6 separate regions of the Mus musculus genome follow, and regions 2, 3, 4, 5 and 6 are each linked to region 1. Evidence: chromatin contacts called from public Micro-C and promoter capture Hi-C data. All regions are on one chromosome and are shown on one strand. Each heading gives the region's core, a stretch centred on a gene start, on an enhancer-like site or on the middle of the called end of the contact. The rest is flanking DNA. Distances are from core to core; before and after follow the strand shown. Region 1 holds the start of Prkcz (protein kinase C, zeta). Region 2 holds the start of Vwa1 (von Willebrand factor A domain containing 1). Region 3 holds the start of Hes5 (hes family bHLH transcription factor 5). Region 4 holds the start of Mmp23 (matrix metallopeptidase 23). Region 5 holds the start of Pex10 (peroxisomal biogenesis factor 10). Region 6 holds the start of Morn1 (MORN repeat containing 1).

Region 1 (3,562 bases), core at 449-2,948:
CTGTCCAAGGTGAGCCATGACCCTAAGGTGTGCGCTAAACCCGCCCTAAGGGAAGGGTGGGTCCCTCCCCTGAGGGCCTCGGCTTTAGCTTAGGGGGTTCCAGGCAGAAGAGAGTCTGTCAGCTTTAGCAGGCTCACTACAGAATCTGGCAAGCCAGAGGACACAGCTAAGCGTTCCCTTTTGGCAGGGCACTCCAGGCCAGAGTCAGGGCTGCAGACCTCAACTTTGGGTGAGGCTGGCTGCCTCCACCACCCCCAACCCCCGAAATCTTTCTTTCTCTGGCTGTACCAGAAACCCGCCTCCAAATCCAGGACCACCAGAAGTTGGCCTGAGGCTGAAAAGAGAATCTTCTACCCAGGCAAGGAACCACTTCCAAAGGACCAGTCACTTGTCTCTGTGGCTGGGACCGGCCACTCTGTAAAACTCCTAGGAATGCTGAGAGCCCAGTTCAGCCACAGGACCAGCATTCCACTCCACTCCCTTTCTCCTTCCCAAGAGCAGCGACCCTCGACCCTTGACCCTTGACCTGGGAGTACCCAGGCTGGTTCCAGGACACACAGCACCTAAGCAAGAAGCTGTCAAAGCCTTAGGCCTCTACCCTCTTCTGTCTACACAATCAGGGGCAAGATTATGGGATTCTCCGACCCAGCCTGGGCGAACCAGCCACCAGAAAACCAACACCATCACTCCGCTCTCATCACTCAATGCTCCTGGACAACCATACTAACCACTGTCATGCCCCTATCGGTCCCCTCCCCACTCCACCCTCTCCCTCCCGGAAAACAAGGCGGAATCCAGGGCTAAGGGCCGAGGCCAGCCCCCAAAACCACCTCCAGGAATGTGACGGAAAAGACCATCATCCCTGTCCTAAAAAACAGGGCAAGACTATTCTGGAGAGCTTCAAAAAGTTCTGTCCCCCGTCCCCCCCCCCCCCCCCCGAACCAAAGCTGCGAAAATGTGCTCTGGTGTTCCCACAACTTCAAGCATTCTTGTGCGTGCCATGGATCAAAGGTTTTCCTTACACTTAAACAGCGGCCAATTTGAATAATCTTGGGTGTGTTGGGTTTGTTGTTGTTTTTTTTTTTTTTTTTTTTTACTTTTTTTTTTTTTAATGCACCAGAGGTTTTCACAATCTGATGAAAACTTTTATAGACCATGCAAGTTTGTCCTTAAAGTCCCTGACTGAGACCAAGGCTAGGAGCGCAACAACACCTGCCTGCTGTGTGCGCCCAGAGAGAACTAGCTAGGCGGAGTGCGCCCCGCCCTCGAGGTTTCCCTCGGGCCACATTGAAGGGCGCCACCGCAGCTCCCGGGGCGCCTCGTCGTCGCCTCCCTGCCTCCTTCGCGCGCAGCACCCCGACAGCCCCGAAGTTCCACCGCCGCGCAACCCGCTTTGCCCGCTGTCCGGCGCTGCGCGCTCACCCGCCGTAGTGCGCCTTCAGACGGACGCGGCCGCCGCTCCGGTCCATCTTGGGGTCCGTCCTGCTGGGCATGGCGCACTCAGCCAGCCGCCGTCAGCGCTGCTTCCAGGGCGCTCCGGCCATGGCTAGCGGCCCCGGAGAAGGGCCGGGTTGCCAGGCGGGGCAGACGGCGGAACGCGGAAGGGAGCGCGCGGAAGGGAGCGCGCAGCACGGGACAGACGGCACCCGCCTCGCCAACTCCGCGGAACTTGGGCGGTGCGCGGAGCTGGGGGCACACTGGATGGGGGCGGAACCTGGCCATCGAGACGGCCAATCCACGAGGCGGGAGGCACCTGTGGCCAATGAGGGCTCCCCGGGGCCGCCACCTGGGCCAATCCTCGGGGGGCCGCGCGGCCGCGGCCCAATAACCAGAGTGCAGGATGAACTACCTGTCGGGCGCGGCCCTGGGCCAATGGGAGCGCGCACGTAGTGGCTTTGCCCGGCAACGGGCGGCGACCCGAATAGTCCAGGGACAGTCAGGCCACTCCGCCCCGTGCTTCTGAGTCTGCTGGGTCTGTTGTGCTGAAAGCCGGGCAAACTTTTTGGAGGTGCGGGTTGTCCGATGTTTTCAGACCTTCGGAGTACGAACTCCAGCTGTCCGCAGCGTCCCCGAGGTTGCGAGGAGCTGAGCAACTCCTCAAAGTGCGAGCTGGTCTGGCCCTCCGGTCCCAGCCCTCCCAACTTCAGGGGCATCCCGCATCCCCAGCCAGGAGGGCCTGTCTTTATTCGCCGCCTCTGCACCAGTTAGCTTCTCCGCCGAACAGATCTGGAGAATCGTAAGGTCTTCTTAGCCCTTCGCTTTACATTCCACACGCGTGCCTGGTTCTTCTTGGTGCCAGGCACTGAGGTGACGCTGGAGGGCTGAAAAGACGCAGCGGCCCTGATCTTACATCCCGCGTTCTCTCTAGAAGACACCTATTGGCAGCCACCTGGTCATCTTCAGATGCCTTTTTGTTTGTTTTGTTTTTTGAGACAGGCTTTCTCCGTAGCTCAGGCTGCCCTAGAGCTCTCTCTGTAGACCAGGCTGGCCTTGACCTCAGAGATCCACCTTCTTCTCGCTCCCAAGTGCTGGGATTAAAGGCATATGCCACCCCCGCAGGCTTTAAGTGGCTTTTAAACACTTTAATCTTAAAAATAATTTTTAAAAAAATGGTGGCATGCCTACAATCTCAATATTAGAGAAACGGAGGCTGTAGCCAGCCCGGTAATCCCCAGTAATGCCTCAGATAATTTTTCAAAACCCTTTGAACTCAAACCTGGTTCTCTGCACCTCTGTAGCTTCTGTCATGGCTATTAGCACTCCTTGTCCTCACCCGCCCAGGCTCCTAAGTGCTGAGATTCCAGATGTGTGTCACACTGAGTTCACAGACATATTTTTGTTTATTTTAGCGTTGGGAAATGGACGAAAGTTTTTATTTTAGGTGTATGACTGTTGTTTTGCCAGCATGTGTAGTCCTGTGTATTTGCACACCTCATGGGTGCAGTGCCCTGGAGAGGTTAGAAGAGCTCTGGGCTCACCCTGGAACTGGAGCAAGTTGTGAGATGCCATGTGGGTGCGTGGCAGGTCCTCTGCAAGGTAGCTGGTGAACCCTTAATCCTCCTGCCACACAGTCTTCCAAGCGGTTAAAATGACAGCCTGAGTTAGGCTGTGCTGCTTGGACTTTTACTTACTTTTCTGCTTGTCTGGTTGTCTGTCTCTGTGTAGCTATGTACCTGTGTATCCCATGCTGTCCTGGAACTAACTCTGTAGTCAAGGCTAGTCTCAAGCTCAGACTGCTTGTCTTCCCCCGCCCCCGCCCCCGCCCCCCCCAACATGCCGAGATTAAAGGCGTGCTCTACCATGTCCAGCTTAACCCTTAACAGCAACAGATTCAGCCAGGGTGTTGTTCTCCAAGGCTATGTCTACCTTTCTCTGGTCACAGCCTTTACATTTTACTTTTTATTGTTTTCGTTTGTTTGTTTTGTTTTGTTTTGTTTTAAAGACAAGGGCTCCCTACCCTCCACTGAGTGCCCCCAAGACCTCACATACCCCCACGCATTCTCACAGTTTCTGCATATCCTCACAATCTACAGTGCATCCTCCCTTTGAGTTCACTAAGACC
Region 2 (3,562 bases), core at 668-3,167, 410 kb after region 1:
ACAGATCCTCTCCCTGCAGCAAGCTGTCAGCTAGGGATTCACAGGACCTGCCTCTTCCCACCTACCAGTTATGGAGCCCCGCAGCTCCCGGGCAATGATAGGAAGATCATCCACATCCACAAAGTGTAGGTGCTTCTCGGCAGGAGCCGAGGCAGCTGCCAACAGCTCCAACAGGTTGCCTCGGCCAGTGCTGACAATGAAGATGGTGACACCCAGGTCCTTGAGCTCCTGCATAGGGGGGCCCACGGGGTCGCTGGAGCCACCATCTGTCACCCACACCAGCACCTTGGGAACCCCTGGCCGGGCACCTGCTTCCTCAGCAAACAATTGTTCTTTGGCATAAGCCAGTGCCAGGCCTGTGTTGGTATCACCCATACGTTGGGGTGCAACACGGATGGCATCCTGTATAGCCTGGCCTGAACTGTACTGGTCAAAAGTAAACTCTGTGTGAGGCTGGCTGCCCACGTGCACCAGACTAGCACGCAGAGCCCCGGGTCCGAAAGACATCGTAGCCACCAGCTGCCCCACAAATTCCCGAACTCTTGAGAACTCATAGTGTGACACGCTGGCTGAGCTGTCCAACAGGAACAACAGGTCCCCCTGGGGGTCTGATGCTGTGGAACCTAGAGGAAAAGACAAGGGGTTCAGTCAAGGTAGCCCTGCCAGGCACCCCCTTGCCCAGGGCAGAACCACCCCCAAAGGTCTGAACTTTCTTTAAGCACATGCTTGCTTGCCTTTGCCCAAAGATACAGGTAGAGAATCTTCAGAATGGGGCTATAAATGCCAACAAAAGGCCCACACTCTCCTCTGGTTCCCAACTGTACAATGTCCATGTACCCAGGGCATCCTGGGCTGTCCCCGTGCTCCTTTAGTAGGTAAATGCTGACCCTTGTCCTCAATAGACACTGCATGCAGGTAGAACATTCTGTATTCAGGAGGGGCCTGAGCCACATGCAATGCTTCCCTGATACTTGATTTTCAGAAGGGACACCTCTAGGATGAAGTTAAGTGAGGTTATTCATCTTCCAGGTGAAGCAATGGACTCTGAGCCCATGGGACAACAAGAGAGGATGGGAGAGCAAAAGTGAAGAGATGGGGAAGACCACACACTGAACAGCCCTTCCTGCCCATAAGAGGGCCAGACTGGAGTCCTGACTGGTTACAGATGACATCACCCCTCCCCTCCCCTGGCCCCCATCCCCTGCTTCATCTGTACCAAGAAAGCAGGATATACCCATCCGCAGCAGCCTGAGGACCCAACCATTGTCTAGCGAGCCTTCCCTTTTATCCCCTTTTCTTCCTGCCCAGCCGGCTGAGGTACTGATGAGACCTTCCATCACTAAGACTCAAATACGCAACAGCTCTCAAGTGCCTGGATTTAGTCCTGGCTTTGGGGTTTCCCCCTCATGGTGTGGCCATTCCAATATTCTTACCTCCTTTCTACTGAGGGACCTTTCAGAGGTAAGGAAACTGAGTCAGGGAGACCTCTTAAACATCTTTCTCCACAATCCATGTCTGAGGTGCGGGGTGGGACGGGACGGGGGAGGGGGATGGAGTGGGGGGGACCGTAGCCTCAGGCGCTCCAAGTCCAGCTCTAGCTCAGTTGAGTCACCAAGAATGTCTCCGAGCGCCCACCGCAGGTGGCTGAGGTGCTGGCGTGTGCCCCACCCGCTCCCCCGGCCTTCCCACCTACTGGTTCGGCGGCTGCACCTGGACAGTTCATGACCCGCGTGGGCAGCAGCGGATCGGCTATGAAGAATTGGAATCCGGGTTTCACCACACTTACCGCGCTCTATGCTGCTCCGCGCCAATGCCAACCGCAGACTCAAAGCCATGCTGAACGCAGTCCAGAACAGCATCGCGCCTGGAGTGGCGGGCTCTTGATCGACCACAGCTGGCTGCTAACTTGCCCTCCTACCGTGAGTCAGGCCCCACCCACCTCGGAGAAGCCACACCCACTCGCGGCCACTCCTGCTTGGGAGGCGCGTGCACTCAGTCGCTCGCGCAGAGGCCAATCTGCACAGACTGCACGGTGATGCATGCCATAGCGGTCCCGGACTTGCGGTGACACGCAGCAACCACAAAGGCATATAGGTGTGGGCGTGTGCTGACAGACATTCCCATCTCTCTTTTGCAGGCGGCAATATGTGTTGTCCATATTCTCCTCCTCACTCCTCCTCCCCTACTCCTTAGGGTTCCCCCCCCCCCCGCACCCCGCAGTTGCTGATCTGCAAAGCTCCTGAAGACAGGAGAGCCTTACAAGACAAAAGAACCTTAGAAGTGGGGCTATACAAAGAAGCAACCTTCTCTCAACAAGGACCCAATTTGGCTATAAACTGGAGGAGCAGCCGGCTTTCTCCAAAGACTTGAAAGCAATGACGCAGCCCTCAGAGGAGACAGGAGCATATGAGAAGCTTCTTACAGAATGAAGAGCCTCCACCTTGCCAGAACTCTCACCTGAATTCTTGGAGGAAAAGACACAGTGGCCTATTGCTGTCCTATGTACTACCCAAACAGGGCTCCAGGGCTACACCCAGGTCAGACCCCAGCAGGATTAGAGACCCACTGGCCATCTAAAGTTGGGTCCTGCAGTCAGTGCTAAGCCCAGACCAAAGGAAGCTGTCTACAAGTGTTGTTCACAGGACATTGAGCCCTTCAGAAGGGCTGCACAGACCGCGGCCCTTAAGATGCTTTCCTGTAAATAATTATAGTATTTGGAATGGAGGCCCACATAGGAGGGGGTGTTGTCTGGCAGGATGTCTCCTCCCTTCCCACTCTCAGCAAGAGGATGCTCAGCAGGGAGGACGGATGGGACTCAATGGTTTTACTTCCTCCATTTCTGGCAGGTGAGACACTGTGGGGCCTTGAGGACTGTGCCTGAGCTCTGCTTTGCCTAAAAAAGGAAGCAATACAGCTGAGCCTGAGAAGCTAGCTGCAGGAACAAGTAAGAGCTATGTCCTGCTGCCGTCCCCCACCCCGTTGCCGGGAATCTTGGCACTGGGTGTTGGCTTCACTCCACAGACCTCAGGCCTCTGAATGGACCAGAAAGTTCTCGATGCTTCTGCCTGAGCCTTGAGGATGAGAGCAGTGCATGTGAGTCCCTCAAAGACTGTGGACACCAACAACCTCCAGCTCCAGATACATTGTTGCATTGTGAATAAGCAGAGGACACAGGGTATCCAGAAGAATCTTATTATGTCAGGCTTGCTCTGCCAGGGAGCTGGGTCTTAGAGGAAGGAGAGGCTCATAGCCCTCAAGCCTACAGTCATACCTCAGTCTGCCCTATTTCCAACCCTTCTGGAAAAAATGATCAGGTCTTCTTGGCTGTGACTCAGGGAAGTAGCTTTCTCTTTCCTTTGGCCTCACCATCAGATGGAGAGAGCACAAGAGACCCAGTCTCCACCAAGCCCTATCCAAACTGGGCTCAACCTGCCGGACTTGGGCTCAGGCCAAGTTGCTTCTGCTGCCAAATTCCTTGGGACACCCTTTCTATCATCCATATCTCCTGCTCAGCCACCAGAAAAATCTTATCCTTTTGTCTTGCAGTGTTTCCCCACCTTCA
Region 3 (3,562 bases), core at 458-2,957, 400 kb before region 1:
AGGGGGCTGCTTGACCACCACACAGTGCCAACCACTGCTAGATCTCAGGGCTGTAGAAGCAGAAGCCCAGACATACAGCCCCGAGCCTCCCTTCTGCACTTACAGGGTACCTCTGTCAGAGCTCGGGTGAGGGTTGTGGCAGGGACTAAGGGAGGTGAATTCTGCACTTATATCTTGCACTGGACAGACCATCCTGTGCTGCCTCAAAGCCAAGCCTTCCCCTCTGTCCCAGATGCTTCCATCCATGGTAACCCAACAACCCCTTGTGCTAAGAGCTTCTGGAGCAAGACCTTCGGAATAGATCATTTACAGCAGTGGGTCACTACCATAGCAGGAGGGCGTTTCCCTAGTGGGCACTGTGAAGGCCCTTCAGTTCCTGAGCTCAGACATGGCTGACATCCATCCAGAGAACCTGGTTTCATTCCACACTGGCTATTGTGCTCTGATGCCAGCCTCCTGGTTTGGGCCTGGCTAGGTCTTAGGTTGACCCTAGGAGGAAGCACGGGGCCTTATCTCCTCCCTCAGCCCCTGCAGAGTATTGGGGAAATAGTACAGGTTCCAGATGGAGGGACGCTCCTACATGGCCATCCCCTAGGTGTCTAGGGTGTGACTAGTAAGGTCACCTGGTTAGGAACCACGGTTATCAGTTCTTACAAAGAGGCCCATCCACACTGGCACAGCATTCATATGGGGGCTTATTTTTAGGTCTCCCACCTTCTACCTGCCAACACAAAATGCTGAATGAAACTGGAACACACACACAGAGGCATGCACGCGCGCGCCCGCACGAGCTGAGGGGGATGTCATGAGAGGAGTTAAGGGCAGCCATGGTTTCCTAAAAGCCACGCGGGAGTAGTGATCACGGACAGCATGAAGGAGGCACGGTCCTCCTGTTTCAGAGATGCATGTGGCACCTGGTGACACAAGAGCAGTCCAGATACCCTGTGGGTTCAGGGGTTCCTGAGGGCTTCCTAGGTATGGGGCTTTGTGCTAGGCATTATCCAAAGCAAATTCAGCTAGCCTAGAAGTACGCTTGGCAGGCTCCGCGCGTGGCCATTTCTAGCTGCGGAGAAGTCACTCCTCTCAACTGACAGAACTGGCAATAAAGCGCCTAAATTCTAAATACATGAGTCCCTCTCTCATCCTGTACCTGCGAATGGCATGGCGGCAGCATCTGTTTGAGAGAATGTGGCCCACTTTAACCCACTGTGCCTGTGGGCAACAGGTCCCAGCTGGGGAGGGTGCCCACTCCTCTGGAAGTCGCTGTCTGTTCATTGTAAAACTCTCATTTCTCTGCGCCTGTGGCCTCTGCCAGCCAGCGGTGGGGAGCCTCTGGGGAGTGGGAGGGAAGAAGGGAGAGAAGGGGGGGGGAGAGCACTCCTTCCTGCCCTCCCCACCTCCCCGCGGCCTGGGAAAAGGCAGCATATTGAGGCGCGGGGCTCTCAGCATCAGGCCCCGGGATGCTAATGAGGGCGAGCGCGTTCCCACAGCCCGGACATTGTGCCGCGCGGCCCACCTGCTCCTCGGGGAGCGACCATTGTGCCCGCGCCAATTCACAGGCAATTTAGCGTGCGCTAATGGGCCGGCGCCTTTGTGCGGCCGGCGCCGCCATTGGCCGCCGAGTGTGGGAACGGCCGCGGCGCCCGGACCCCAGGCGCCGGGCCGCTGCCCGCGCCTATATAGGGCTGGCGTGCTGGGGTCCAGGTCGCGCCAGTCCGGGACGCCTGGCTCTGTCCGCTCCGCTCCGCTCCGCTCGCTAATCGCCTCCAGAGCTCCAGGCATGGCCCCAAGTACCGTGGCGGTGGAGATGCTCAGTCCCAAGGAGAAAAACCGAGTAAGTGCAACTCGCCCGGCGCGCGCCGTCCGGTTCCCCCGGGGCCTCCGGCGTCCGCCGCCCACCTGACGCCTCTCCTCCCGCAGCTGCGGAAGCCGGTGGTGGAGAAGATGCGTCGGGACCGCATCAACAGCAGCATAGAGCAGCTGAAGCTGCTGCTGGAGCAGGAGTTCGCGCGGCACCAGCCCAACTCCAAGCTGGAGAAGGCCGACATCCTGGAGATGGCCGTCAGCTACCTGAAACACAGCAAAGGTGAGCCCGGCGCCTGCGCCCGCCTCCTGCTCCCGGCCGATGTGGCTCCCACCGCGCGCGCCCCACTCATGCCGCTTCGTCTCCCCACAGCCTTCGCCGCGGCCGCCGGCCCCAAGAGCCTGCACCAGGACTACAGCGAGGGCTACTCCTGGTGCCTGCAGGAGGCGGTACAGTTCCTGACCCTGCACGCCGCCAGCGACACGCAGATGAAGCTGCTTTACCACTTCCAGCGGCCCCCAGCTCCCGCCGCTCCTGCCAAGGAGCCCCCGGCGCCCGGAGCTGCGCCCCAACCGGCCCGCTCCTCCGCTAAGGCTGCTGCTGCTGCGGTCTCCACCTCGCGCCAACCCGCCTGCGGCCTCTGGCGGCCCTGGTGACCCAGCGGCCGACCGGTGCCTGGAGCGGACCAGAGGATGAGCTCGTTCCTCTGGATGTGGGAAGACATTCCCCAGCCGCAGTTCAGCCCCAGGTTGGCCGCTACCTTCTTCCGAAGGCTCCCTCCTCCGGCTGGCTGGCCAGCAGGAGGGTCATTCTTAGAGAATGTGTGTGCAGAGTTGTCATTTGGGGATAATCAGGGCCCACCCTCTGCCGCCCGTCCGACCCCGTGGGGTTGTTTTGTGTTTGCATTTCAGCAAGTGACTTCTGCGAAGTTCCTGGTCACCACCGGGGGTTCTATGATATTTGTAGAGTCGGGGGTTGGCTCACCCCAGCCCGTAGAGGACTTTCTTCAGGGCCCGTTGCTGCTGGGCAAGCACCCTGCAGGCGGGCTGTGCCCTGGGCACATTTGCCTTTTGTGAAGGCGGAACTGCAGGTGTTTCCTCATAGGAAAGCACTCAGCCTGCGTGGGCGTAGGGCCCATGGGGCCTCACCTCAAGGTCCACATGGCCTTGGCTGTCTGATGCGCGCTCACAGTGGGCTGTCTGGGAGGGTGGGGTCTCCACGATGATCCTTAAAGGATTCCTTTGTATGGGTGGGTGCATGTGGGCACGATTTTGTACTTAGAATTTGAACTCTTGGTCATGTGGGAGAACACAGGCTGTTCTGAAGGCTTCTAATAAAATATCAAGCCCTCCATGTCTGTGCCTCTCGTCTGTCCTTAGCAGCCTAGGGGCAGCCTGCCCGGTGACCGGAGGTGGAACAGTGGGATCTACCATGTTCACAGTGAAACCGGGATCAGGAGGAGTGCTTGCTGGTGGTCCTCTGCCATAGAGGAAAAAGGGAGGGCAGGAGGTGGAGAGGAGAGGGGCATACAGAGCTGTTGTTGCTCTCATGGTGAACAAGACCTGGGTGGCCGCTGGGGGTTTCTGCTAGCTCCCAGGTCAGGGTAGGGGAAGAGATCCTAACAACTGTAGACTCTCTGCTTTGTCCACTGAGAGGAAGCTGAGGGCCTCAGTGGACCTCTTGCTGCAGCAAGAGGCTCGGCTGTGCCGAACCTGAGAAAGTATCTGTTCTAGCTCCCGCTTCCCCTTAGTTCACCTG
Region 4 (3,562 bases), core at 294-2,793, 290 kb after region 1:
CAGTGTTCCTCTTCCTTGATTGCTTGACCCTAATACTCAGCCCCAGGAAAGCCCCAGGAAACCCTTCCTGCCTCAAACCCTTTTGTAGTCCACACAGAGGAGAGAATGACACCCCCAGAAGGACAGACTAAGGAGTTGGGTCACCTTTCTTCCAACTGTAGCGTGTGGGGCCCAAGACCCAGTACTCGCTGTCATCAAAGTGAATGCCACCGTGGGGTGGGAAGAAAGCGTGGGCCAGTTCACCTGTGGGACCATCAAAGCAGTGGTGCACTGCAGAGACCAAGCAGTCGGTGTGGTTGACTGGGTAGAAACCTAAGAAAACACAAGGCTGCAATAATACCTGCGAGGCTGGGCGCGGTCGGGAGCTCTTCAGTTACCCACCTATCTTGAGGTCACTGGGACGTTCAGGGGCCACCTCACGGAAACTGAATGGGGAAACATCACTCCACATTCGAAAGGCAGCAGCCAGGCCCCTTCGCGTCTCTTCCGGGCTTAAAAGATTCCGGGGGAAGGAAAGAACTCTGTGGTGGAGGGCGGCGGTGATGTTAGAGTCAGTGTTGGTGTCTGAGTTATGACCTGACCACCCTCCTCGCTGGTCCAGGTGGCACCTGTATGTGAGGTTGAAGTGGTCCCAGCGCAGCCTGGCCGGTGTCAGCGTGTAGCGGCGTCTTCGGGTTACCGACATGGTCAACAGTCTGGGTACCTGGGCAGTGGAGCTGCCCACATTTGGCGCATCTACATTTCCCTTCATAGGGAGAAGTGAATGTGAGGAGGCCAGAGGAAAGTCTCTAGTGCCCGAGAGTTGTTATCAGAAGCAGACTTTAGGCAACGGGATAGAGGAAGCTGTGGATGAGCCCTCTATTAGGTTTTGGGCTTTAGGAGTTGAGCCAGCCATGGTGGCGCATGCCTTTAATCTCTGAGCGCAGAGGCAGATGGTCTACAGAAGTCAGCCCGGGCTACACAATGAAATCTTGGCTCGGGAAAACAAAACAAAACCTATTGGGAATGGGCAGAGTTGGGGATGGATGCGGTCTCCCACCTCCAGCGGCCGCTGGACACAATGACCCAAGATTCTCGGAACCAGGCACTCACATGCCATCCCACAAAGCCCCTCACACGCGGGCCCCACTGATACACCCTCAGATGCTGACCCGCTCCTCGCACTTACTAGCCTTTCGTCCTCTCACCTGAGCTGCCCTCCAGGCGGTCTCGGTCGGCGCCCCTAGCCACTCCAGCAACGCCAACGCGGAGAGAAGGCACAACCCGCTCAGGGCAGCCCCCAACCAGCGGCCCTGTACCGCGCCGGACGCCTCCGGACGGAGACAGGCCCGGCAGCCCATGGCAGACTCCAGTCGGGTTAGGGCCACAAGGGGCCGCGCGACGTAGGGACCTGGATCGCAGAGCTGGGGCGGAGTGGGAAGGGGATGGGCGGCGGACGGCTCGAGTTACAGCCCTATGGTGAAGAGAGGACCCGGCTGCGCTGGCTCAAATAAGGAACCGACTCGTTAAGTCTGGAACCGTCCGCATCCCCCGGTGCGATTCCAGGAACCAGGCCGAAGGGTCGGCGGCAGAGGCCAGAACACACCCTACAGTGTCGGGGGGTCTGTCAGAACGCGAGGCGCCGGGGCTCAGATTTGGGGTAGGGGCATCAATTGCTCCCCGCACCCACTGGTCGGAGTTGAATGACATTTGGCTTCCCCCCTCAACCCTCTGGTACCACAATGAAATTTGGGAGGGAAGCCTCGGTCCTGGACCGCAGTGACTGAGTGTAAGGAGCATACCCGCCAGAGGGGAGCGCAGAGCGAGGGGACGTGGCAATGAGAGCAGGGTGGCTGAGCGAGCAGAGAGGAAAGATGCCTCAGGAAAGACAAGGAGACCAGCGGGAGTCCTTAGGGCAACTGCTTTAACCAGAGGGTGCTCTCGTTGGTCCAGTGCAGGAAGTTTGGGGAAGGTGCCAGCACCTGGAATCCCTGCCTCAGAGGAGAGGGGATTAAGGCAACTGAGTCAGGAACTGAGTGTGGTGGTCTGGCGCGGTAGGGTTAGGAGGCAGGAGCTATGGTCCAAGGCCTGAAAGCTAGACCCGGCAGCTGATGGCTGTGCTGGGTGGGTACCGAATGAACGCGGCATGGCAACCGAAATTATGCCAGGCACAGCTGCGATCCCGGGACGGGACGGAGCTGACTGTGGGTGGGTGAGAGCAGGCGCAGGAGCCGGGGTTTTCTCCCTCCCAGTCTTCCACTCCGACCTTGGACCCTAGGTGACAGCAACAATGTACTTGGCCAGCAGAGTCAGAGCCAAGCAGCTGGAGTGCCCTGTGGCCCGTAATAGCTGCGCTGGAAGTTCTTGAAAAGGGTCAGCCATCTGCCCCCTCCCTTCCTTACTAAGTGTTTGTTCCAACAAGTGGACGGACCCTCTCTTGCTTCTTCACTCAGCCCCAACGTAACTGTCAAGAGCTTGGCGGCTTCCAACCCAACTCCCTCCTAGCCAGGACCCTCTCTAAGTCGTGTTGCTTTGACCAAAACCTTCACAGTTCAAGTCCTGCCCCAGAGGGGCGGAGGGAGTAATAGGCAAGGGGAAGAGCAAAGGGGGGTGGCCCTCTTATAGGGGCGATAGAAAAGCCACGTGAGCCTTTTGGAGTTTCCGGACGGACCATCTTGTGTCAAACCAAAGCCAGCGCGCACTTTTGGCGGGCTGCATCCTCATCCAGAGCGTTCCTGATCTCCAGGCAGTCTGGAGCCTGATGCCGGGCGGGGCGTGGGGTGGGGCCTGGGCAGCGGGGGAGGGGCGGTGAGGATCTCTGGGGCCTGCCCAACACCCTTAGGCAAGGAACAGGAAGCAAAGTCCGATAATCTTTTTATAAAATACAGGGGTTTTGAAGGAAGGTCTGCGATCAGCCACGGCGTGTGGAGTGCGCTCACACGAAGATCTGAATGCGGTCGCGGATGGGCTGGCGGCAGATGGGGCAGGCGTTAAGCGCGGCGCCACAGGGCGCGCACGCTCCATGGCCGCACTGGAACACCAGGCGGATGTGGCTGTCGATGCAGATGGGGCAGGTGATGCGCTCCTCCATCTGCCTGTAGCGGCTCTGTAGCTCCTCCACCAGTTGCCGAGGCGGGCCGGGCACCTGGATGGCATTTACCACCTCTGAGCCGTCTGTGGGATGAGGTGAGTGGGAATCAGCAACAGAAGGCGTGGAGATTAGGTGCAGGCCGGTGAGCACGCCACAGGACGAGGAGGGGCGGGGCCGAGCCCCACCCTACCCACCTGGGCGGAGCTTCTTGCTGATGACCACCTGGCACCTGATACACTTCTTCATCCTTCGAGCGCACTCTGCCGGGGGCGGTGCACTGTTAGTAGGGCTGGACTAGGCAGCTGGGCCACCCTGGTCCTCCACACACACCCCGAACTCACCCTCACACACTGTGCGGTGCTGACACGGTGAGAACAGAATTAGCAATGCCAGCTCCGAGCACACCAGGCACTCGGCAGCTTCTGGCCCTGCCGTGCCAGACACGTGCAGGTTCGTCACGGTGTTAGGAGTACTCAGCACATGCCGGGGGCC
Region 5 (3,562 bases), core at 518-3,017, 290 kb before region 1:
ATCCCAGTAACCACATGGTGGCTCACAAACATCTGTAGTGGGATCTGATGCCCTCTTCTGGTGTGTCTGAGGAGAGCAACAATGTACTCACAAACATAAAAATAAAGAGTTTTTTAGGAGCTGGTGAGATGGGTAAGAGCACCCGATTGCTCTTCCGAAGGTCCGGAGTTCAAATCCCAGCAACCACATGGTGGCTCACAACCATCCTTAACGAGATTTGACTCCCTCTTCTGGAGTGTCTGAAGACAGCTACAGTGTACTTACGTATAAATAAATAAATCTTTAAGAAAAAAAAAAAAAAAAAGAAAACAGAGTGGCCAGAGCTGGCAAACGACATCAGGCAGGACAACAAAACCCACAGCGTGTATGACTTTAGAATTAGTTGTTGAGCTGGGCAGTGGTGGCTCACACCTTTAATCCCAGCACTTGGGAGGTAGAGACAGGCAGATTTCTGAGTTTGAGGCCAGCCTGGTCTACAAAGTGAGTTCCAGGACATCCAGGGCTACACAGAGAAACAGGAGCCTGGCCTTTCTGTCCTCCATCCTTGAAGCAGGAGGAAGAGTTTACAAGGAGAAAGTCACAAGGCTCAGTCTTAGGATCCTTGTGCTTCAGAAGGCAAGGGGTGGGAGGTGGCAAGGGCCGTATGCCCCTTCCGTAAGCAAGAGCTCTCGCTCTACCTCCACCGCAGAGTTCTGGAACCCTGAAACACTGAAGCAAAGGGGGACTCCAGGCCACATGGTCATCCGAGAATCCAGAGAACTGATCTACAATGATGTCACTACTCATCTTGCCCTTCCACTTTCTCTCCTCACTGAAAAGCCTCTTGTTTCCCTGATCTGTGCAGGATCTGTTTGGGTTAACAAGCTCTAGCAGCCCAAGCTAGTAGAAAAGATGGGCTGATAGCTCCACCTGCTGGCCATCTTGGGTTTTGTCCCATAGGAAGAATCCTTGAGAGCCCACAAAGGAAGAACTTGAGGATCAAGGCACCGCTGTGCCTAGGATTTAAGCCCACGGAGAGAGACGCTTACTTAGGCCGTATCCCTGAGAACAACAGATACTTGAATAGTGTTTCTGGTCTTGTTCCCCATGGCTGAGAGAAGAGAATGCAAAAAAGCAGTCGCGTGTAAGGAGCAGTCCAGGCGGGGACACTTAGAACAGGCCATACCCCATGGTTATGGTAGAAATGAGCTTCCAAGTTTGAAAAGTCTTCCAGCACAAGCGGCCTTGGGCCTTCAGAGAATCTACATTTCAAACTGTCACATTTGATTTGGCTAGAAGTTCATGCCTCTGCATGAGCCGTGACTGCCTCCTAGCAGTGGTCAAAGGTGCTATCTGGGATTGCCCAACCCAAGCTGAAGAAACCAGGGCATGGGCAGGGAGGAACTCCAACAACTGGAGCCTTCAGCAGTCCGTTGGAATCACGTGGCTATCCCAAAAGATCCACTTTTGCAGCCCAGAGACACGTACCTCCTGCCAGAAAACTGAACCTGAATCAGGCCAAAAACACATCTGCGAGGCTGAGCTTTCTCGGGGGTCCTACCCACTAGGTATCTACCTCCTCCCTGTCATTACCCGCCACTTCACTGTGCCGCTTCACCCTCCAAGCACAGACCACACCCCTCCCCGGGTAGCCCCACCCCTATGTCGTGGACACGCCCACTACTCCGCCTCCACAGATGTCACGCCTAGGCTCCGCCTTCGCCCGCGTGGTGTTCGCAGCCTCAGCCCCACGACGGACGCACGTCGAGCGTCACAGGCCCCGCCCACGAGGTGCGCAGGCGCGGTGCGAGCTCTGCGATTCGGGCCATGGCGCGGGCGGGTGCCCCTGAAGTGATCCGGGCAGCGCAGAAGGACGAGTACTACCTGGGAGGCCTGCGGAGCGCGGCGGGTGAAGCGCTGCACAGCCTAGCGGGTGAGCGTTCCGGGCACCCAGACAGGCGGCAGCTCCAGAGTTTGCTTGGAAAGCGGGGATCAAAACAGAGGTACACACTGCTGACCACATTGCAGGTCTCTGCTTTAGTGTTTCTCAAGCATTTGCCCATTTATTCTCCAGACGCCCCTACAGGGTGGACCTAACGTCATTACTCTCATAGGTAGACACGTGGATCACACAGGCAGGGATTTGGGATTTCAGAGAGCCGAGGTTTGATACTAAACAGGTCGCCTCTGGCTTATGTTGTTAGCACTACCTAGACTTTCCTGGGCTCCATGTCTCTAGGACAGTACCTGACTCAAGACAGTTACAGTCGGGGCTTCTTAAGAGGCGGTCTTCGTCTCGGAGACATTCCGGTCACCAAGGGCAGCAGAGGAGGTGAAGGGAGAGACGAGTTGTTGAGGGTCGTCTTAGGAGTGACTTGACTTGGACTTTACCTGCCCTTCGGGAGTGACAGGGTTTCTCTGTGTAGCCCTGGCTGTCCTGGAACTCACTCTGGTCAGTCTGGACTCGAAATCTCTGCCTCCCAAATGCTGGGATTAAAGGCGTGTGCCACCACTACCCGGCTGGGAGTCATCTTAAGAGAACCACTTCACCTCTCTAGAGCTAATATTTTTCTTCTCTCAGGTGCAAAGAAATGGCTGGAATGGAGGAAAGAGATCGAGTTGCTCTCGGACATAGCCTACTTTGGCCTCACCACAATTGCAGGTAGCTGTCTGTGCTCGGCAGGTCCTGGGCACTGAGGGGCCCACAACCCACCCAGGTCTGGAGGGGATGCTTGAAGGCTCCTGGAAATCACCTGCATTAGTCTCTGTTTCCGGGAAGGAAGATACTGGCCAGAGGGCACTCACTGCCCCAGACTTTCTCTCAGCAGGATGGGCTTTTCCATTTATGGGGTACGAGGCAGATAAAAAGGAAGAGGCTATCGAGTGGGGGGAAGGGTACGAGCAGGGTCATGGTGAGACACATGGAAAGATCACAAGGTACTCCACAGGGCTGGCCTCAGGAACAGGAAGTCAGGATTCATCGTCTGCATGGTGGAGTACTAGAAGCTAGCTGCAAGCCATGGGTAGGCTTGGGGGCTTTTTATTCTGACTCCATGTGACAGCGTCAGGTAAGCAGTGGTATGTATGCCTGATACTTAGGACTCAGCCATCATCTAGAAGGTAGAAAGCCACAAGATCGGATCCCATCACTTGGACAGGGGTATGAGTTCAGCAGAGGAAGGACTGGAAAACAGAATAAAGACTTAAGGGAGTAGGAACCAACAGGAGATGCAAGGCCCATTCCAGAGTGGCCGTCTCTGTGACATGGTGAAATCACAGCAAGGCCACAGTGGGTTTAACAAGAAGTTGTGCTGGCCTTGGCTAGGTCTCAGGGTGACTGGTGAGGCTGGAGGGGGGACGACGACACAGGCTGGCCCGGAAACTTGTCCCTGGACCCTCATCACTGTGTATTAATCCTCAGGCTACCAGACCCTTGGGGAGGAGTACGTTGGGATCATCCAAGTGGACCCATCCCAGCAGCGTGTGCCCTCCAGGCTCCGCCGTGCAGCGCTGGTTGCACTGCATGCTGTCTTGCCCTACCTGCTAGACAAGGCACTGCTGCCCCTGGAGCAGGAGCTGCAAG
Region 6 (3,562 bases), core at 465-2,964, 270 kb before region 1:
CGTCACTGTTTGCATTTTCTGTAACAACTGTTTTCCAATCCCTTTCTAGTAATCTCTCAATCTCCTCTCACCGGAATGCACGCTCCTCCCTGAGGGACCTTGATTTGTTTTAGGATGGGCCTCACGACCTACAGTGCTTGTCACATATCTACTGAAATTGCTCTATGCTCTGTCACAAAAAAAAAAAAAACAAGACAAAAACTGTTCTAAGGGGGACAAGTACCACACACAGAACATTACCCCCGTGTTCTGGAGCCCATCATTTGTCTAGTTTCTGCAATCCATCACTCCTAAATTAGTAATACACCACAGAGAAGAAAGCGCTCTGCACAGCATCTGGGGGTCGCTGCCTCTTGCACCTGCATGCCTCAAGAGTTGTTCCCTGTCAACCCTTCCAGACCCTGCCCCTCTGAGTCCTTCCCTCTCTGGGCCCCTCTCACCTTTGGGGGTGGGGTGGGAAATGATCATCTTGGATCATCCCCAGCCCTTTCTCTATGTTCTACCTCCACCGCAACCAGTTCCCCAACACACAACCTGGATCTAAGGGGCTGAGTATGGGTTTACTGATGCTCTTCTGAGCACCTTAATGAGGGTTAAAAAAAAAAAAAAAACTCACATCAAAAAAACAGGCAGTTCCAAGACGTATAACTAGTCTCTAAGTCTTCCCCCCGCCCCCAACAGGGTTGCTCCATGTAGACCAGGCTAGCCTCAAACTCACAGCCTCTGCCTCACATAAAGGCGTGCACCACCACCTCCTGGATAGTATCTGTTATTAAGAACTAAGAAAGAAAAGCCACTGGGGGTTCTCAATGTGGAAGTATGAAGCCCTCTTGCACTGATACCCTGCTAAGGGAGACAATGTAGCCTTATCTGCTCCACGCTGGAAGTACAGCCTGGAGGGCTGGACATTTTACTGCCTTAATGTCACCATATAATCTAGACCCATTTAACCAGCACCCCTTCGATCCATTCAGTAACTGTCTTCGCGCTCGGGCTTAATTCCTACACGTGTGCCCCGAAACTGAACACGGTAGTGGGGTAGCAAGAGGACACCTAACACATGCCGCCTGGATCTGTGCAGGCAACAACAGGCCACCTTCCTCCACGACCTGGGGCCGGGGGGTCGGGGCGGCGCGCGAGCCGCGGCGGGCAGCGCTCAGCAGTCCCCTCGCGCACCCCTCTCGGAGATCGGCCCGCCCCTGGCAACCCCTCGCCAGGCTCAAAGGCGCTGCCCGGCCCCGCCCGCCCGCCGCCCGCCGGCTCGCCCGTGGCCTTGACAGCCCAGAGGAAGGCGGTGGTGTGCCGCCCGACCAGGTCCGCGCCACCAGCCCACCCCCAGCACCTCGCAGCTCCGGTGCAGCCGAGCCGCGGTCTCCCTCACGGCTGCGGAAGGAGGATGGCGGGCAGGGCGGCCGCCAGAGCTCGGCTCCGGATCCGGGAAGCTGCACAGGCACTTCCGTTCCGTCCCGCGGCGCCTCCAGCCGCCAAGATGGCCGCGGGGCGGGGCCCAAGCTCCAACCATTTCCGCTTCCGGTATGGACGCAGAGGCCGTTGGCGGGAGCGCTTCCCGGCGGAAGGACGGGGTTGGCGGAAACGTGCCGTGGTGCACAGGCGCATTGACGTCCTCAGGCTCCGGATCCGGCGCCGCTGCTTCGGATGTTATGGTCTCCTGGCCACGCCCCATGGCAACCGGAGGCCAATGGAAGGCAGCTTTATGGTTGCTAGGGAAACTTTGGCGGCAAGATGGAGGCAGCTGGCGATCCCTACCAGGCTTCGCTCCAGCCGCGTCGGCACTCGCCGAGACTGCCGCCGCGAAACGGTACGGGCTGCGTCTCCCCGCTGGAGCTCCGTCGCGTTCGCGTGCTCCACAGGCGTGGTCCAGGCTGCAGGCTCACGGCCAGCCGACCCTGCGTCAGGGGGGGCAGGTAGAGCTGAGGTCAGGCTGGCTGGGTGAGCACACGAGGTTCGCCCAATGCAGTCTGATGAAAAGTTGTTCTAAAACCGGAGAAACAGGATCGATATGAGGTCAGAGTCCATGCTAGTGCCACTGTCTTCCCGTCCCAGGCTGCGACTTGCTGGCAAGAAAGCAGTGGGGTTGCTTATCCATCTCAGGAACTGAGAGATGGGTGTTGGGTGTGATGTCTCAGAGCTGGCTGCGTGATAAAAGATGAGGCAGCCAGGAGTAATTAGGAGTGAGTGTGGATTTTTGTCCCGTGGGGACAGGAGGATAGTGACGGTCCTGGCAGGGTGGGCTCTTTGCTGTATCCTCACGGAGCTTGTTGACTGCTTCCGTGCCCTCACCGCCTCCTCTTAAAGAGCCTACAATCAGCTTTTGTCTTAGCCCTCCTCTGGCCAGGCCTGCCTTTCCCTCAGTACTATCCATGTAACAAAACCCAAGCAAGGGAGAGGGAGCACCCATCTTGAGCAATTAACCATCCTGTCATGTTCAAGAGACTGATGAGAAATGACCTGCAGACTACTCCAGACCCTGAGCTGCCCCATCTCTGTGTCTGTTGATGGCAAACCATTGCTATGTTCATCTTCTTTTCCGAACACAGGCTATGGCGTATATGTATACCCAAATTCTTTCTTCCGCTATGAAGGAGAATGGAAGGGAGGCAAGAAACACGGTAAGAAGCCTGTGATCATTGCAGAGCTCATTCCAGAGCCAGATTCCTGAGAAAAGGTGTGGGAGGCAGTCAGTCTTGTACCAAGCATAGCCTGGTACTGCGCCTGCACACTGGGACTACCACTTGGACCCAGTCATGGTGGAACCAATGTAAGACCAATTCTTGTAGGCTTGGAGGTCATCACATGCTGGTGGGTGGTGGAACTATTGGTGGGAGGGAAAGAGTGGGGCAGTAGACCCAGAGTGTCACACACAAACACCATCATGGCGTCCTGCATGCTTGTTATTGGACATCCAGGCCTCTAATCATCAGCCTTAGTGTCTCTGTATTCAAAAAAAAAAAAAAAAAAAAAAAAGGTAAACATGGGCACGAAAGAACCCTGTTCTCTCGTGTCTGTGAGCATTCCAGTTTATAGAATATACCACCAGACAAAGGCCAGGCGATGTGGAGGTTTTGCTGTGAGACATTATTGAATCTGTTGATTCCTGGGGAAAGGCAGCTGTGTTCTTAATAGGCTGCCTCCTGTTGCCTCTCTTACAACATGGAGGCTCTGCTGTGTTTTCCCAAGCTAGAGTTAATGGAAGCGAGGTATCAGGCTTTGTTTCTAATAAGAAAGAAATCAACTCCGGAGGCAGAGGCAGGGGGATCTCTTCAGTTCAGGGCCAGTCTTTTTTTTTTTTTTTTTAAGATTTATTTATTTATTATATATAAGTACACTGTAGCTGTCTTCAGACACACCAGAAGACGGTGTCAGATCTCGTTACAGATGGTTGTGAGCCACCATGTGGTTGCTGGGATTTGAACTCCGGACCTTTGGAAGAGCAGTTGGGTGCTCTTACCCACTGAGCCATCTCACCAGCCCAGGGCCAGTCTTAATACAGAGTGAGTTTCAAGACAGCCAGAGCTACATAGAGAAACCTTGTCTCAGAAAG

The links. Promoter capture Hi-C pulls out the DNA fragments that hold promoters and counts their contacts. A called contact is a pair of places that touch in the nucleus more often than the background predicts. Capture Hi-C pulls out chosen DNA fragments and counts their contacts.
Region 2: a contact with region 1 is called in a Micro-C map of embryonic stem cells, with 2.3 times the contacts expected there. The contact joins the promoter of Vwa1 here to the promoter of Prkcz in region 1. A contact is called at or near these places in 3 of 39 promoter capture datasets (embryonic stem cells, pre-B cells and trophoblast stem cells), 1 of 15 datasets of contacts at CTCF or cohesin (embryonic stem cells), 4 of 484 Hi-C or Micro-C datasets (the G1E-ER4 cell line and embryonic stem cells) and 1 of 115 datasets of contacts at active chromatin or transcription factors (embryonic stem cells).
Region 3: a Micro-C map of embryonic stem cells shows a contact between it and region 1, with 1.9 times the contacts expected there. The contact joins the promoter of Hes5 here to the promoter of Prkcz in region 1. A contact is called at or near these places in 1 of 39 promoter capture datasets (pre-B cells) and 1 of 484 Hi-C or Micro-C datasets (embryonic stem cells).
Region 4: a promoter capture Hi-C map of adipose tissue shows a contact between it and region 1. The contact joins the promoter of Mmp23 here to the promoter of Prkcz in region 1. A contact is called at or near these places in 6 of 39 promoter capture datasets (embryonic stem cells, hippocampal neurons, liver and 2 more), 1 of 484 Hi-C or Micro-C datasets (embryonic stem cells), 2 of 115 datasets of contacts at active chromatin or transcription factors (embryonic stem cells and memory CD8 T cells) and 3 of 9 other capture datasets (adipose tissue, liver and pancreatic islet).
Region 5: a contact with region 1 is called in a Micro-C map of embryonic stem cells, with 5 times the contacts expected there. The contact joins the promoter of Pex10 here to the promoter of Prkcz in region 1. A contact is called at or near these places in 3 of 39 promoter capture datasets (cranial neural crest, frontonasal cranial neural crest and hippocampal neurons), 1 of 484 Hi-C or Micro-C datasets (embryonic stem cells), 1 of 115 datasets of contacts at active chromatin or transcription factors (intestinal crypt epithelium) and 2 of 9 other capture datasets (adipose tissue and liver).
Region 6: a contact with region 1 is called in a promoter capture Hi-C map of hippocampal neurons, with 4 times the contacts expected there. The contact joins the promoter of Morn1 here to the promoter of Prkcz in region 1. A contact is called at or near these places in 4 of 39 promoter capture datasets (cranial neural crest, frontonasal cranial neural crest, hippocampal neurons and 1 more), 6 of 484 Hi-C or Micro-C datasets (CD4 T cells, CD8 T cells, brain and 2 more), 11 of 115 datasets of contacts at active chromatin or transcription factors (the SCID.adh cell line, embryonic forebrain, embryonic stem cells and 6 more) and 4 of 9 other capture datasets (adipose tissue, embryonic stem cells, liver and 1 more).

Annotation. Positions count from the first base shown.
Region 1 is chr4:155,359,730-155,363,291 of GRCm38.p6, forward strand. Prkcz (protein kinase C, zeta) reads right to left here and starts at 1,699. Exons shown (of 18, transcript NM_008860.3): 1 at 1,423-1,699. The coding sequence starts at 1,493.
Region 2 is chr4:155,772,644-155,776,205 of GRCm38.p6, forward strand. It overlaps Vwa1 (von Willebrand factor A domain containing 1), which reads right to left and starts at 1,918. Exons shown (of 4, transcript NM_147776.4): 1 at 1,787-1,918; 2 at 66-623. The coding sequence starts at 1,859.
Region 3 is chr4:154,959,216-154,962,777 of GRCm38.p6, forward strand. Hes5 (hes family bHLH transcription factor 5) reads left to right here and starts at 1,708. Exons shown (of 3, transcript NM_010419.4): 1 at 1,708-1,834; 2 at 1,921-2,086; 3 at 2,177-3,156. The coding sequence starts at 1,781. The coding sequence ends at 2,460.
Region 4 is chr4:155,651,841-155,655,402 of GRCm38.p6, forward strand. Mmp23 (matrix metallopeptidase 23) reads right to left here and starts at 1,544. Exons shown (of 8, transcript NM_011985.3): 1 at 1,188-1,544; 2 at 609-745; 3 at 382-521; 4 at 145-312. The coding sequence starts at 1,340. Mib2 (mindbomb E3 ubiquitin protein ligase 2) reads right to left here. Exons shown (of 20, transcript NM_001369164.1): 18 at 3,412-3,562; 19 at 3,265-3,330; 20 at 2,628-3,153. The coding sequence ends at 2,915.
Region 5 is chr4:155,065,263-155,068,824 of GRCm38.p6, forward strand. Pex10 (peroxisomal biogenesis factor 10) reads left to right here and starts at 1,768. Exons shown (of 6, transcript NM_001042407.1): 1 at 1,768-1,912; 2 at 2,561-2,641; 3 at 3,401-3,562. The coding sequence starts at 1,807.
Region 6 is chr4:155,084,863-155,088,424 of GRCm38.p6, forward strand. It overlaps Morn1 (MORN repeat containing 1), which reads left to right and starts at 1,715. Exons shown (of 14, transcript NM_001081100.1): 1 at 1,715-1,819; 2 at 2,559-2,630. The coding sequence starts at 1,744. Rer1 (retention in endoplasmic reticulum sorting receptor 1) reads right to left here and starts at 1,491. Exons shown (of 7, transcript NM_026395.2): 1 at 1,343-1,491.